Linked DNA regions of Anser cygnoides: region 2 is linked to region 1. Evidence: chromatin contacts called from public Hi-C data. All regions are on one chromosome and are shown on one strand. The core of a region is the stretch at or near the end of the contact, and the rest is flanking DNA. Distances in the headings are between cores, read along the strand shown. Region 1 holds the start of DNAJC8 (DnaJ heat shock protein family (Hsp40) member C8). Region 2 holds the start of CTPS1 (CTP synthase 1).

Evidence for each region. Hi-C and Micro-C count contacts between places; a contact is called where the count stands out from the background.
Region 2: a Hi-C map of liver shows a contact between it and region 1, with 2.4 times the contacts expected there. The contact joins the promoter of CTPS1 here to the promoter of DNAJC8 in region 1. A contact is called at or near these places in 3 of 7 Hi-C or Micro-C datasets (granulosa cells and liver).

Annotation. Positions count from the first base shown.
Region 1 is chr24:491,664-499,517 of Taihu_goose_T2T_genome, forward strand. It overlaps DNAJC8 (DnaJ heat shock protein family (Hsp40) member C8), which reads left to right and starts at 4,179. Exons shown (of 9, transcript XM_066982592.1): 1 at 4,179-4,335; 2 at 5,167-5,268. The coding sequence starts at 4,267. ATP5IF1 (ATP synthase inhibitory factor subunit 1) reads right to left here and starts at 4,025. Exons shown (of 3, transcript XM_066982593.1): 1 at 3,866-4,025; 2 at 3,680-3,792; 3 at 3,174-3,473. The coding sequence starts at 3,958. The coding sequence ends at 3,332.
Region 2 is chr24:896,296-904,149 of Taihu_goose_T2T_genome, forward strand. CTPS1 (CTP synthase 1) reads left to right here and starts at 4,829. Exons shown (of 19, transcript XM_066982772.1): 1 at 4,829-5,008; 2 at 5,585-5,762; 3 at 6,162-6,332; 4 at 7,095-7,195. The coding sequence starts at 5,597.

The DNA of each region.
Region 1 (7,854 bases), core at 2,929-5,428:
TTATGTTTTTAGTAAAGCACCCCAAATACAGTAACCTCCACATATCCAAATACAGAACCTCCACAAAACAAGAAAACAAGATGACTCAAGGCAAGGCGTTGCTAACCAGTCAAGCTCGGGAAGGAGTTTTTTACTATACAGAGATATCTGCAGCACCAGGGAAGCGAAAGTGAGCCTGTGTAACTAGGAATGTCCACAGTGTCATCAGCATTAAACTAAAGCAAACTGACTTCAGGGAGATTTAGGTTATTGGGACTCCCTTAGAAGAGGAGGTCAGTGAGTAGAATAGGGTGGAGAAGCCTCATCAACAGTATAAATCGAACGGACACTACCCAAGGCACTAATGTTCACAGCAAAATGGAATCCCTGGTGGGAGGATGGCTGCGGGATCTGCTGTCATTCCAGATGGATAAAAATAGAGAACTTTCTAATTTAGCAAAAGTAATTTCATGAAATGGGAGAAGATTGCTCTCACCACACACACCTCCCTCCTCAATATACCTTGTTTTTGCTTGGTGGTCATTTTGGCACTTAGGGGCTGCACAAGCCATTCAACCTAGCACAAGAGTAATTGGGTTCAAAATAAAAATACACACTGCTGCCGAGTTACCAGGATGAACAACTCCCATGGGAGTCCAATAGAGTCAAGACAGTGGAAGGGAGATCAGATGCAAACAGGAGAGAGACTGTCTGCCTTACAGACAGCACCGTTAATTGCTTCGGTTTGCCCGGCACCCACAGTCTCTGGGCATGGCCTTATAATCATCTGCCAGTCCAGCTGCTGCTGTTAGGGCCTTCCCTCCCCAGCCTGCCTACTTGCTTGAGATCCGCATCTGTCTGTCCTCATCGTTGTGAGTACTTCCATTGCTGTGACCTGATGCACATTCAGGACGACCGCAAAGCAGTGAATCAACTAGACCTTCTCCAGGAGACAGGAAGGGCTTATGAACACGTTAAGGGACCCAGCACATTCACCACTGTAGCACAGTAGCCCCCTGGAAACTTGTGCAGTTTAAATTTGAGGAAAGAAAGAGAAGCTTTGGTGAGCATCGTCAGTCAGGAAAGCTCTCTGTTGTATAGCAAAATACTGTACTGCACACCTGAGCTCCAGGGCACTTCAGAAAGTCTGTAAACCTCTCCCAGAGACATAGTAGGAGATTATAGCGGTCCACATCAGAACACTCTCACCATCTCCCAGCAAATCCCCTCTACCGCTAAAGGTACCTTGGCAGAGGCTCTGCGGCTGAGCTGTTGGACATATACAAGGCATAGCAGTGTTTCAGTTGTAAAACAATGATGAATTCAGACCATCAGAATGACCCCATGTAGTGATTCCTAACACACCTAAGTCTCTAGGACTTCACACACAGTTTGTGGGTTTCACCTCCTTGGGATGCCAGTGGAACGTGCTCAGAAGACCTTAGAATACAATGTTGTCCTAAAATGTCTTTCAGCTATTCCATAGTCCACTGTAGCCACGATGCAGAGAAATTGTTTTTCAGTGGTGACATCTCACGAGTGACTCCACAGCTTTTTGGGGAAGCCAACCAGCTCACAGCTACAGCAGGAAAAAGAGGATTTTTAAGTGCTTAAGAACTAAGATTGATAGTATACTGTTTGTCATGACACAGTTCTTCCCGCCAGGTTTCGTATTGCCAGGGAGGTGGGGAGGGGGAGACATTAATGCTTCTGGCTCAGGTTAATCAGCCCCAGCTACAAAGATGGAACCCTGCAGGCAGCTGTATGCGCACCCCACGCACTGCTAACACCACATCCCACAGACCGAACAAAGCAAGACAATGGCATACTTCACAGTGCAGCCTCTCTTCCGCAGTTGGTCATCCAGATTACGTTTTCATTAAACAAGAGTTTAAGGTCATGGACTCTTCATTAGCACTACAATCACTTCCTCTGGAAATAAGGAATACCACTTGCTGCAGTGTTTCTCTGGTGAAAGAGTGGCCCAAGGGGTAAACAGCTGATTGAGGATGAGAAACTGTGACCCGGTCAGCCAGCTGGCTCTACCTTTGTCTAAGCACTTTCTATACCAAAGGCCCATTTGCCTTCTGCTGTTCCAGAAAAGATGGAGCTAGCTGCGTAATCCCCTAGTCCAGCTTCATTGCAACACTTGACAGTTTAATTTACTTTAACGTAGGGTGGCTTTTTGGCAGTGATAGAAACTACAAGTCTGTTCGGGCAAATTTAAGAGGAAAGGCAGTAAAGGTGAGGAAGGAAAGCCTATTTTCTTACTTGTCCATTCTTACTACACACAATCCCCTTCTTTTCAGGGCTCAGTGAAATAAGACCACACCGCTTCTGTAGGCATATTGCTGATTTCTTGTCAAGAAATCTTATGTGATTGAACCTGCATAAGATGCATCTTAATCCATCTTTGTTTGAAAGACTTGTTTTAAGAAACACCCAGAACTGCAGAAAGAGAAAACCACCATTTGGAAAAAAAGTCTTTGGAGAAAGTAATATTTATGTAGAAGTCAGGATTTCAGCTGCTTTGCTCAACCCCAAGTGAAATCACCATGATTTAGAAGAGGTTTTTTTTTTCTTTTGTTTATGGCACTAATCGCTAAGTGCAACAAAAGAACCTTTTATTCACACTCTGCTAGCGCAGTAGAGCACCGTCTTCTCCCTGCACGACCACGAATGACAATTTTCTTGAGAAAGTTATTTCTGTGTGAACAGGTCTCTACTCAAGTACCTTTTCACGTTTTTCTACTTTTCTTGCAGCTTTAACTGTAAAGTTAGCACACTAACAACCCGTGGTCATTTCTTTCAAAAAAAAACAAGAAATAAAACTGTAAGGTTATATACAGGACTGCCTACTTAAGAACAGAAGAACGATGATGGTTTTTGTCTACTTTAGGCCAGACATCAGGAAGAGGTTCTTCACCAAGAGGGTGGTCACCCACTGGAACAGGCTACCCAGGGAAGGAGTCACCGCACCAAGCCTGCCAGAGTTTAAGAAGCGTTTGGACTGTGCACGTAGTCACACGGTCTGAATTTTGGGGCAGACCTGTGCAGTGCCAGGAGTTGGACTCGATGATCCTTATGGGTCCCTTCCAACTCAGGTTGTTCTATAACTCTACGATTCTATACTTTTTCAGAAGAACTATGATGTTTAAAATCACACAGATTTTTTTTTAATTAAACAGTTACTGTGCAGAAGAGAGAGACTGAGTAGTTTATTTGACATTGTTGCAGATTGCAGTATAATAGGACAAATTTGGATCACTTTGGCCAAAGCATACAGTCTTCGATGCTGTTTTACACCACAATAAGCAGCGGCCGTACAAGGCAAACAGGACTCAGCAACAGCTTAGTCATCATCTTTAAGCTTCTTGATCTTATACTTATGACGCTCGATTTCTTTCTGCAGTCGCTCGATCTCTTTCTTGTGGTGATCGATCTCTTCCTCATGGTGCTTCCTTAAGGCAGAGAGCTGCTCCCTCTCCTTCTCCCTGCAAGAAGCACGGCACGGGATGCCCGGCAGCTCCCGGGCACGGCAGCGCACACCCGGGGGGCAGCGCGAGGCCCCGGCGCCGTGCCCGGGGGGGGCTGGCGAGGCTTCGGCCTCGCGCGCGGCCGGTGACCGACCGGGCCGGGCCGGGCCGTGCCGTGCGGGGCGAGGCGGGCCCCCGGCAGGCCCGGCCTCACCCGCGCTCACCTGAAGTACCGCTCCTCCTCGGCCGCCTGCTTCTTCCCGAAGGCGCCGCCGGCCTCGCGGATGGCGCCGCCGCCGCCGCCGCCCTTCCCGGCGCCTTTGCCCAGCTCGCCCAGCTGCGGGGAAACGACAGCGGTGAGGCGGACGGCGGCCGCGCGACCCCCCCCGCCCCGGCCCGCCGCCCCCCACCTGGTCGGCTCCCGAGCCCGAGCTCCAGGCGCGCTGCTGCTGCGCCACCAGGGCCCCGCGCAGGCCGCCCCGCAGCGCCGCCACCGCCGCCATGGCCGCCTGCCCTTGGGCCGCCGCGCGGACGAGGCGGCGGCGCGCGGGGGGCGGGGCCAGCGCCGCGCCCGGCCCCGGCACGTCGGCGGGGGGGCGGGGCGGGGGCAGGGGGCGGCGCCCGCGCCCGCCCGAGGGAGCCCCGCGCGGCGGCACCGCCCCCCGCCCCCCCACCCCCCCCGGCGCGGGGCGGGGCCTGTTGCCATGGCTGCGCCGCGGCGGTCACGTGCCGGGGGGCGGTGCCTTCCCCCGCTCGGCCTCGGCCTCGGCGTCGCGCTCGGGCGCGCGCGTGGCGTCACGCGGTGCTGGCCATGGCGGCTCCGGGGGAGCGCGGCGCGGGGGGCGCCGCCGAGGAGGCGTTCCTCACCTTCTACAACGAGGTACCTCGCCCCGCCCGCCCCGCCGCCGCCTCGCGGAGACGCTCCCCTGTCAGCGCCGGGGCCTCGGCGGCGCGGCGGTGCCCGCCCGACGGGGGGGGGGAAGGCCCGGCCCGGCCGGGAAGGGAAGGGAGGGGAGGGGCCGGGGGCGCCGCCGGGGCCGGGCCGGGCCGGGGGGGGACGCGCGGGGCGCGGGGGGTGCGGGGCCCTGCCCCTGCCCCTGCCCCTCAGCCCGCGCTGCTCCCCTGGGCCTGTGCGCGGCTGCCGTGTGTGGAGCTCAGCCTTGCCCACGGAAGGGCGCTGCCGATTTATTGGGGGGGGGGGGTTATTAAAAAAAATAACGGTGGGTTACCGTTAAAAAAAGAAGAAAAAAAAAAGCAAACTGAACGAAATTAGGTAATTGGTGGTTAGCATGAGGCGTCTGTACGCTTGCAGTGGTGTGACTGAACGTTTCATGGGCTCTCCTGCTGATGTTGGGTGAACGCCGTGCAGCAGGTGTCCAGGGGATCCCGATGGCAGTGCTGGTAAAGTGTAGGAGTGAAATGAGGCGACAAAGCCACAGCAGTTGAGCATAAGATATGTAAGAGGCAGGCGGAAGTATTTTTTTATTATTATTTATATTCAAAAGGTAACGTCAAAATCACTGTCATGCTATAGGATATGCTGAAAAAAATGTCCTGCTGATGTAAAGTAAAGTAAAGTAACTACAGGTTTGGGAGGATCAAGAGGTATTATCGGTTGTCACACTGGATGATAATTGGTATAGTGGTCACACAGGAAAGCAGGTGAGCGTGTTGTGATGGCCAGTTAATAAAGGTCTCTTCTGCTCTTCAGGTAAAACAAATTGAAAAACGAGACTCTGTTCTAACATCAAAAAACCAAATCGACAGGCTGACCCGACCCGGATCTTCCTATTTCAACTTGAATCCTTTTGAGGTTAGTCTGAATGTTTTATCCTCCTATCTGACTTAGCGTACCAAATCCTAGATTTAACAGGTATTTGTTTCAATAAAGAGACAAGCATCATAAAGACATATATTTCTAAATGTAGATTACAGTGCTGAAGTTTTGTAGAAGACAGGAGGGTGGTGCGTATGTGCTTGCTCTCTTCACTGTTTTATGACAGGTATAAACTATTCGCATGCTTCTCTCGTTTAATGGCACTGGAAGATTGGGCAGATTAATGCTAAGTACTTTCTGAAGGAGAATATAACACTACGGGTGTTACGCTGCCAGGTTCTTTTCTGACCACTCTTGATTCAGCATTTACAACCGTGTCTTTTATTTTGGGTGTTCATTCCACTGAACTTGTGTAGGGCGTAGAATGATAGCAGGGACTCCTACTTCTCATACTAGCGAGCAATTTTGAAGGAGTCCTTGTAAAACAGGTAACTCCCTTGCACATTGTATTGTTTCATTCCAGCTACAGTCAGTTACAAAGTCTTAATTAGTATGAAAGCTTGAGGAAGACAGTGACTATGGACTACACTTGGACAACATGGACAGTAAATGTGGACTACATTTAAATTTGATTTCCATTTAAATGTTGCTAAGATTTGTGAGAAGTCTTATTCGCCTTTGTCTTGTACTTCAGTGTTCAATTTTTTCTATTTTGGCTGAAGCAACCATTACCAATCAGAATTTTAGTACATTTCACCTCCCTGAGTCATAAGTGTTTTCCTGGCCCACTCTGTAATAGCTGGATAGAAACATTACTGTTACAAAAAACATTTTTTTCTCCACAGTATTCAGAAAAGTTGCATTTCTGTACCTGCAGGAAATCACTCTGCTTTACATTTGCATTGTATGCAGTAACATTTTGCTAGTTTGGAAAAGAGTATTGTGCATACAGTTTTCTAGCATTTTTTTTATACTGCATCACTTTTGCTATAACCTATGCTGATGGCTGCTAAGTTAATTTGTTTGTTTTCCCTATTCGATAATCATGATATTTTTATTTCAGTTGGTTTTGCTCGTGTAACGGTGGTGAAGAATCTGGGAATATGACGATGGTGGAATAAACATTAATTTTGTGCATTCTTGGGTAATTTTTTCTAAGTTGAAAGTTAGGCTAGATGATGATAGAGATCTTTTCCAACCTAAATGGTTCTACGATTCCGTGAAATGCAACGTATTCTGGTGTTCCCCTGGAACAGGATTTTCCTGTGGGTATTCAGAGAATCATGGAATGGTTTGGGTTGGAAGGGACCCTTAAGGATCATCAAGTTCCAACCCCCCTCCCATGGGCAGGGACGCCTCCCACCAGACCAGGTTGATCAAAGCCCTATCCGGCCTGGCCTTAAAGACCTCCAGGGATGGGGCATCCACAGCTTCTCTGGGCAACCTGTTCCAGTGCCTCACCATCCTCGTACTAAAGAATTTCTTCCTTGCATCTAATCTAAATCTACCCTCTTTTAGTTTAAAACCATTCCTCCTTGTCCTATCACTTTACTACTTGCCGAGTCCCTCTCCTGCTTTTCTGTAGGTCCCCTTTAGGCACTCTCAGGCTGCTGTGAGGTCTCCCCGGAGCCTTCTCTTCTCCAGGCTGAACGACCCCAACTCCCTCAGCCTGGCTTCACGTGAGAGGTGCTTCAGTCCTCTGATGATCTTCATCGCCTCCTGCTGACCCACTCCAACAGGGCCCCAAAGCTGAACACAGTACTCTGTGTGGGGTCTCATGAGAGCAGAATAGACTTCCCTCGACCTGCTGGCCATGCTTCTTTTGGCACAACACAGGTTATGTTGCTGGCTCATACTCTCTTTTCCGTTCACTGAATGAGCTCCTTCCTGATATCGTCTTCATCTGCTTCTCAGGTGCTTTTCAAAATCCTAATTTAAGACTGGTCAGCCAGATCAGGATCAGTCAATTTATCGTGTTAGTACTTGACTTGGAGAATAAATCATGAAGGCCATTTAAAAGGAGACCGTGGCTTTTCTGTGACAGTGTTTTTCATTTACAGATTCTTAATGTCAGACCAGTGTGCATCTGCAGTGAGGAGGTTCAGTTGCTACTTAGTGCTTCTGATCACTAAATTGATCGTCACATCCTTAAAGACCAGTAGATCGTGGGCTTGTTCGTGGAGGCAAAACAGTAAAACTCTCCTGTCTTCTTCTTTCAAAATGACAAAATCAGTAAATTCTTACAAAGTAGTGTGTTTCCTGCCTGACGTTCTCAGTTATGTATTGCCTGACAGTGTCCCAAACCACCATGTGCTTCCATTTCTGCTAAGCTAAGCAACAGGTCTGGTTGAAGGTTTTGTCCAAAGGTGGCTGTTCAGGGATGGCAGATGTCTGCACAAGACTTGAGTATGGAAAGTACTGTGGCATAATCAATGGAATGTAGCATTGCCAAAAGCAGAATGTTCCAAACATGGTGTCTCTTAAAATGTTTCTGTTTTACTAGGTGAAAATTCATGTCCTGAAAACGCTCTCTGATGGCAAATGCTTTCTGGCATTGTGTCTGTATGCCAATGTTTAGAGCTTGCTGCCAGGAACCTGAAACGTGGCGTGTACCATTAAACT
Region 2 (7,854 bases), core at 3,579-6,078, 410 kb after region 1:
AGCCCTGGGGAACCCTGCTAGTGACAGGTCACCAGCCTGACATAACCCCATTTACAAGAACCCTCTGGGCCCAATCCATCAGCCAATTGTTCACCCATCTTATTGTGCTTTTATCTAATTGTATTCTGGTCATTTTGTCCAGAAGAATACTGTGAAAGACAGTATCAAAAGCTTTACTGAAATCCAGAAAAAGGTGCTTCAGGAATCTCCTGGACTGCTTGTCTCAGCTGTGTGATATTCCCAGTTGAAATCTTGCACGTTGAAGTCCCCCATAAGGACAAGGGCGTGATGGTAGCTAAAAAGTTCTTAGGGGAACAATGAGCTGGGATATATTTCAATTCAAGGAAAAATGTTACAGAGAATTACACTTACTCTTTTCTCTGACTTTTCTATTGAGGTTATGAACTGTTTGGGAAAGCGGTGAGCTTTCAGCGTGTGCCTGCACAGTACCTCAAATCTTCCTTTGGGCCTTGGCACATTTGGCTAGTACAAACAGCAGACACTAAAATAAACGCCAGTCACAGTGTTTATGTATTGTACATTGCAAACAATGAGACCAAAGCCCGTTTTGCCTCTTGGCATGTCACTGCTTTGCTGAATGTTCCTGCCCTGCCATGCAGATACCATGCTTCAGGATTTCTAAAGCTGACTCTTCACTAAGCAATGACGTTATCTCCTGCAGCACTGAGCCCCTGTGTTCTGTGGCCAGCAACGACCTTTTTGTCCCCAGAAGGGACCATCAAAGCAAATTCTGGTCATTATCAAATACCTGGACAGATGAGCTTTCCTGTACTCTATCGCAATGGCAAGACATTCAAGACTGACAAATGCACGAGTTGCAGGGATGGCTTGTGTTCACTTGTGGAACACCCTGCATCCCAGGGTGAAGACATCTCCACGGATCTCCTGGCAGATCTTTCACCTAGCCCTGTCACCTCTCATTACCAAGCCTCTTCTTCAAAATACCGTTCATTATCACAACAATGCCTGATGAGCAGCTCTGTGAGATGATTTTAAAACAGCTACCTGTTGTTATTAGGAAGAAAGGGACTGATTAGCCTCCTTAGACAATGAGAACAGAAGTAGTTACCTGATCTTCCCTGACAGCAGAGAAAATTTAACTAAAGTCTAGAAAAGACAAAACCAACAGTCAGTGCACCAAGATTTGGACATCATCCTGAGAGGCATCAGAGAAATCTCAGAGATGGAAAGGTGACAGTATTAAAATGGCAGATATAAATGACTGTATGGAAATGGAACAGGCTAAAACCATTAAAGGCAAATGATTCGGGACAAAATGCAACCTGCATGTTGACTGGAGGTAGGAAGTCTCTTTTCTCTATACCGTTCTTTTTCTTGAATGACTCACTACAAAGCCCTTGTACCAGCTTTCCCCGGTCACTAATAGGCAACTTACTGAACTAGAGGACTGGCACATCTGTCACAGCATTTTGGATTATAAGGGAACTTAAATTGCATGGTTCACGTACAAGGACCAGCCAGCTCTCCTGGGAGCAGACGTCATTAAGTTTTGCTCAGTCATGCAGGTAGAGAAGAAACTCTCGATAATCCTGCCTCTTGTCCTTGCACGCCGCTGTAATAGATTGCCTGGCAGCTGGCCTTACCTCTCTACCTCTCTAAAGTGCGTGAGCTGGAAACCCAGAACACTGAGGAGCCGAGTACACCCCTTAGGCTTCACACGTTCTGCCTGGTTCCTCTCAGACCACAAGCGTCCAGCAAAGCACTCGCCAGCCCCCCTCACAGAAGGGAACTTCATTTTTTCAAAGGAAAGCACAGCATTCTGGGTCTGTGAGTGGAACTTCTCTGTGCATTAAATCTGCTGCGAACACAACAGCCTGCAGACTGCGTCCTTGCCAGGCTGGCCAAAGAGTGACCAACAGCTCAATGAGCATCCATTGCCCCTTGAACAACAATCTGGCTTTGGCAGATCTCAGTTTGCATATATAGGATATGCAAAGCTAATTGGAACAAGACAGTGCAGGATCAGGCACCCAGCTGGCCCGTCTCATGGGTGGAGCTAAAGCCTCATCTCTTTGTTTCTCCATGTAGGAAGGATGCAGGCTCAGAGAGAGAGAGCAAGGCACCAGCTGTCAGTACTGAAAACATGCAGCTTTAATGCCCTTTTAATTGTAGATCTCAAAAAATCATCTCTAAAGGGTCAGAGTTCTCAACCCTGTCTTACACGGGAGAAACTGAGGCACAGAATGGTGACACGACCCCTCCCACCCCAGGAGGCTGCTGCCGGGGTGAGGACGAGGAGCTGGTCTCAGCCCTGCACTCTGTCCAACGGCAGAAGAGGTTTCATCGTGCAGAGCTGAGAGCTTTAATCCCTAACGCATGCTGCCTTCTGCAGTCACAGAACTGTTCCTTCCCACCCGCACCCCTCTCTGGTGATGTGCCGCCCTCTTCTCAGAGAGTCCTGCTCGCTGCCACCTTCTTGTAAGGTCACGGTCCTCTCACCAAAGCACTTCTTTCCTAGCATGGACTAGCGAGAACTCAGCACCCCAGCGGGCTCACTCCTTGCTTCCCTGGAGAGATATTTCTCTTCTTCACGGAGAAAAAGAATTGGATAGGCAGAGGCTCGAAAGTGAAGAAATCCCACCTGAAATAACCAAGGAGGGATCTTACCAGGAACTTACCAGGAGGGATTACAGTTCCCCGGTCCCTGCAGGATGGAGGAAGCATACAGACCCCTTTGAGACCCAGGGTGCTGGCAGACGCTGCCTGCCCTTCGAGGACACGCGTGGTGCCCCGGCGCCTGGTGCCGAGGTAGCTCGGCCCTGGCTCTTTGTTACTTCGGAAACTCTTCTTTTACTGTTCAATCCCACCATCTAGCGGACATTTCTCGCAGTACACTACGCGTCTTCTACACACAGCTCTCAATCATACGTTATTTTACATCCCTTGTAAGATCTGCCCAAACTCCTTTGTTACCCAGGGTACCAGATGTGGTTACTTTGCATTTTGGGGAGCACCCGATCAAGTTTAGAGCAGAAGTTCATACAGTTTCACCTCAGTAAAGAAGATGAACACTTTACACAAGGCCCGTATCAATTCTGCACATGGAAAAACTAAGGGAGCGGTACACAAGGCCCAAGGGGCCCTCCTGACATGGAGAACTGGGGATGGACCTTTACTGGCCAAAGCGATGATTTGTAAATGGAGATTTTTTACCCAAATCAAATTCTGTACAGTCTGCTTGCCACTTTCCAGTGAGAGCATAACCCCTGCTAAGTTCACAAACAATGAAACATCAGATAAAACCCAGTGGTGAGCACAGAGTGGAAACCAACAGAGCTTCTCCAGTGTGTTTCACTGGCTGATCACTGCAATGGCTTTGGTCCACATCTTGATGGGAACTGGTCAAGAGAAACTAAAAAAAATGGGATTTTTACAGTCTTCTCTGGAGAAGAAAGAGCAGTGTCATAACTCAGGTTGTATGCACCTCCTTTATTGAGAGAGCTGCCTCTGCCACCACTGAAGCCTTTTGGTAGATGTTTGGATCACAGTAGGAACTGTTTCATCACAGTTTCAGCAGCCACAGGGTAAGAAGTGATGGCGCATCTGGAGAAGGGCAGATGGCAGTCACTCCCGTGTCTTGATCTTTTGCTGCTTACAACATTCTTCATTAAAAAACAAACAAGAATGGTTTCCACAGGTACTCAGAGATGTGCAGAGCACTTCATCAGCATGTGAACTGCTCCATCTTGCCAACAGACTTCGTGCACCCCTCCAATGGAAGCACTTAGAAATGTTCTTGCATGGCATTTCAGATCGCTTCTTGTGGTGTGCAGCGTATAGCCGTGCTCGTGCCACATAAACCAGCTGGGTCTGTGTCCATTACTGCTTTCTGCAGATGTTGCTTCGGCGTGCCCTGCACAGCACAGGGGAGAGCAAAGGGGTGGAGTAGGTGCACCTCCTGTATGTGTGCTAATGCTGCGTAAATCTTCATTCTGGTGCACGGCTGGGTGCTGCCAATGCTTTCCTGCCTGGGAGGCTGCACCGGGGTAACCGCTTTACATTTTTTTTGTGAAGTTTTCAAACTGCATGGCACGGTCAAAAACATACATACAAGAACTTTATAAATGTGCAATGAGGACAAACAGCAAGGTTTTAAAATAAAAGTAAAGGGCATTTGATTTCACGTGACTCAGAGGGTTTGGCTCACCCCAGGTATTATCTCAGGCTCTTAGGGACAGATCAGGGCTGCCTCTGAGCTCAGGCAGAGCAGCTGGCAGAGTACTGGGGTGACAGAAAGGACAGGGAGCGAGTGTCCAGCCTGTCTCTGCTAGGTCCAGGCTTCTGCCGCAAAGTCCTCTGCTGCCGCCGAGGGAGAGGTCAGGGTGGATGGGGTTCCAGCTCTGGCTGCAGAAGGCAGCTGCACCAACTCTTTCGGCCTCGCGAGTTCTTTTCTGCTTCTCCAGTGAGTGCCGAGCAGTTCTTAGCACCCAGCCTGCGGGTGCCGGGCCCCCAGCCCCCTCAGTTCCCCGGTCTCCCTCAGGAGAGGCGGGGCCGGGACCCGCAGCAGCGCTGGGCGACGCCGACCGGGGCGGGACGGGACGGGACAACGGTTCGGCGTCAGGGGACGTGCTTAGGGACACAGCTTCCTGGCGGTGCCGGTGGCAGGGGGCACTTAGACCGGGCGCTCCCTGCGCCCTCACCCACGTTAACGGCCCTGTGACTGAGGGCCCGGCCCTCCAGCGGGGCGGCCGTTACCGGGCCCCGCCCCGTCAGGGCTGAAGCGCGGCTCCCCTCACCCCCCCCTCCCCCGCCACACTGCGCAGGCGCCCGAGGGAGGCCCGCGCTTGCGCCCCGCCGCGCGCCGGCCTCATGCGCCTCAGCACCTCGCCGGCTGGCAGCGGCTCGGCGCGCGCGCGCACCCCCGCCCGCTCCGCTCTGCTCCCCCCGCCCCGCCACGCGCCCTCCGCGCGCCGCCGCTGCTGCTGCCGCTCCTGCTGCTGCCGCCGCGAGGGCCCGGCGGGAACAGGTGAGGGGCGGCGGGGTGCGGAGGGGGCGCGCGGGCGGGACCACGCGGGCAGGCGCGGGGGGGGGGGGGGGGGGAGCGGTGAAGGGCGGGCGGGACCACGCGGGGGGGGGGGGGGGGGGGGGGGGGGGGGGGGGAGGCCGGATGGCGGGCGGGGGGGGCCGCGCCCTGCGGCGGGAACGGGGAGGGTGGGGGGGGCCTGAGGGACAGCGGGGGGGGAGGGTCGTGGGGGACGGGGGCTGACGGGGTGACGGGATGGGGGTGATAGCACGGGGGGTGACGGGGTGACAGGATGGGGGTGATAGGACTGAGGATGACGGGATGGGAGTGATGGGATGGGGGGCTGACAGGATGGGAGGTGACAGGATGCGGGTGATGGGATGGGCGGGTGACAGGGTGGGGGTGACAGGGTGGGAGGTGACAGGATAGGAGGTGACGGGACCGGGGGTGACGGGATGGGGGTGATGGGGGGGGCTGCAGGCGGTGCGGGCACAAGGCCGGGGTCTCTGAGCGGCGCTGGCGCTGCCTCACCGGGTGCCACGGCCGTGCGGACCCCGCTGAGGCTGTGAGGCGTCGCAGGCCGGCGGGCAGATGAAGTACATCCTGGTGACGGGCGGCGTGATCTCGGGCATCGGCAAGGGGATCATCGCCAGCAGCATCGGCACCATTCTCAAGTCCAGCGGGCTGCACGTCACCTCCATCAAGATCGACCCCTACATCAACATCGACGCGGGCACCTTCTCCCCCTACGAGCACGGTGAGCGGCCCCCGAGCAGCGCCCGGGTCTTCGGGTGGCTCCCGGGGCTGGTGGGAAGGTGCCAGCTCCTGCGGCTGCTCCTGCGGCTGGGACCTGCCAGCGGAGCCTGTGCCACGAGGCAGCCTGCAGCAAGGATGGGCTCTCGGGGGCTTTGGACTCTGGTCTTTTATCGCTGCAAATGAAGCTGGTGCCTGGTGGAGGGGTTCAGCCGTCAGTGCGTTAGTCTTCTTTGTTGGGCAAGGCTTCTAGTTTTATGAGCTGCTCCTGAATTTGCTGTAGCAACCAAAGAAGGTGTTACCCTGTGTTGAATTCTTTAGCTGTCACATGCAAAACCAGCAAGTTGCTGATGCAGACCATATCTCTGTGATGTGTGTGCGTGTGCCTTTCTGTGTCCTGCAGGCGAGGTGTTTGTGCTAGATGACGGAGGGGAGGTGGACCTGGACCTTGGTAACTACGAGCGCTTCCTTGATATCCGACTCACCAAAGACAACAATCTGACTACTGGGAAGATTTACCAGTATGTCATCAACAAGGAGAGGAAGGGAGACTATCTCGGCAAAACAGTCCAAGGTGATGTGAAGCTTTGTTTCTGGTGCTTAGATCTATATTCCATATTTCTGTACTGGTCGGATGCTTTTGAATTCCATCGTAATTTGGGGTCTTTTTTTCTGATCTATGCTGTCTTTGTGACGTTTTTGATTTGAGAAGGCACGCTGGTGTAAATTTTGGGGTGCGTGCCAAAGTTTACCTGTAATCCCCCTCGAAACCGTACAGTGCTCAGGAGCGTACTGCCTGTTGTATGACCGATATCCTGGGCTTGGATCCAACTTTCTAACAGCCAATCCTAAATGTGAACAGACTTCAGACCAATATATCTGTGGATTATTTGGTAGCTCGTTAAGACTGTTACTGTTGTTGATAACTCATTTAAATAATACTGTCATGTCTTTAGAAGACCCGAAGGGTATTTGAGGATTAGATCAGTCTTCTCTTTTTAAGCATCCTCGACAGCTGCTTTGGATAAAGATTTTTATAGGCGGTTTAAAACAGGCTAACTTTCTGCTTAGTGCATAGAACTGTATTTACTGGAAGCTTCCATCTTAAAAAGGAACATTGTTTACATATGTTTAAATTGAAGCAGGATTACATTTCCTGCCAAAGCACCTCTCTTGAAAATCGCAGCCAAGAATAGCCACTTCAAAAACGCATGCGTCTTTAAAGACATGTATCAGTGCTGATGTGATATGGAAAGCACTGGCTAGTTATTTTCAATAATCTGGTCTGTAATGGGATAGGTTGTGATTTTAACCCTTTCCATGGTTTATTCTTCAGTTGTTCCCCACATCACAGATGCTATACAAGAATGGGTAATGAGGCAGGCACGAATTCCTGTAGATGAAGACGGTATTGAACCCCAAGTTTGTGTGATTGAGGTTTGTAGCTCTTAAAACATAGCTTTGTTTCTGTATGGAATAAACTGAACCATACGTATGTTTTGTTTAATAAAACTTTAATTTTCAGTAATGTTTGACTTTGCATGTTGAGGTGGTTAAAAATCTCCCCTGTTAGCCTCACTTTAATCTTCTGGTTGCTCTGTGTGTGAATCCATATACAGAAAGGCTTAGGTCCTGGACAGTTATATTTCTGAGGTCCTTTGCTCTCTAGAATAATACAGATTAGTTTACGGAATGAATTTTAGCTCTCGTAATTTTATACATCGAAGTCTGAGTTAATGGTGCTGTGCCCTCATTGTACTTGGTGGATAGAGGAAGGGTAGGTAAGTGACCCTCTGGAGACAAGTACTTGCCTCTCCTTAGCAGTAACAGGACCCTCGGAGTGACTACCTCCAGCATAGACCTAGAAAAATGAATTGCACGAGTCAGTAGTGACGAACCCTGTTCTGTTGCCTGCACGTTGTATGTGTCATCCTGCTGCCAGAGGAGACAGAATAGGGCTGAGCCTCTGAGGTGGTGCCGCTGAGTTGGCTGGCAGGATATGCTGATACAGGAGAGAAAGCGGTTGTCAGAGTGCCCAGGTCACGGTGACTTAGGACTCTTCCTGCAGCTTGAGTGCCAATTGCTGTCCCAGGATT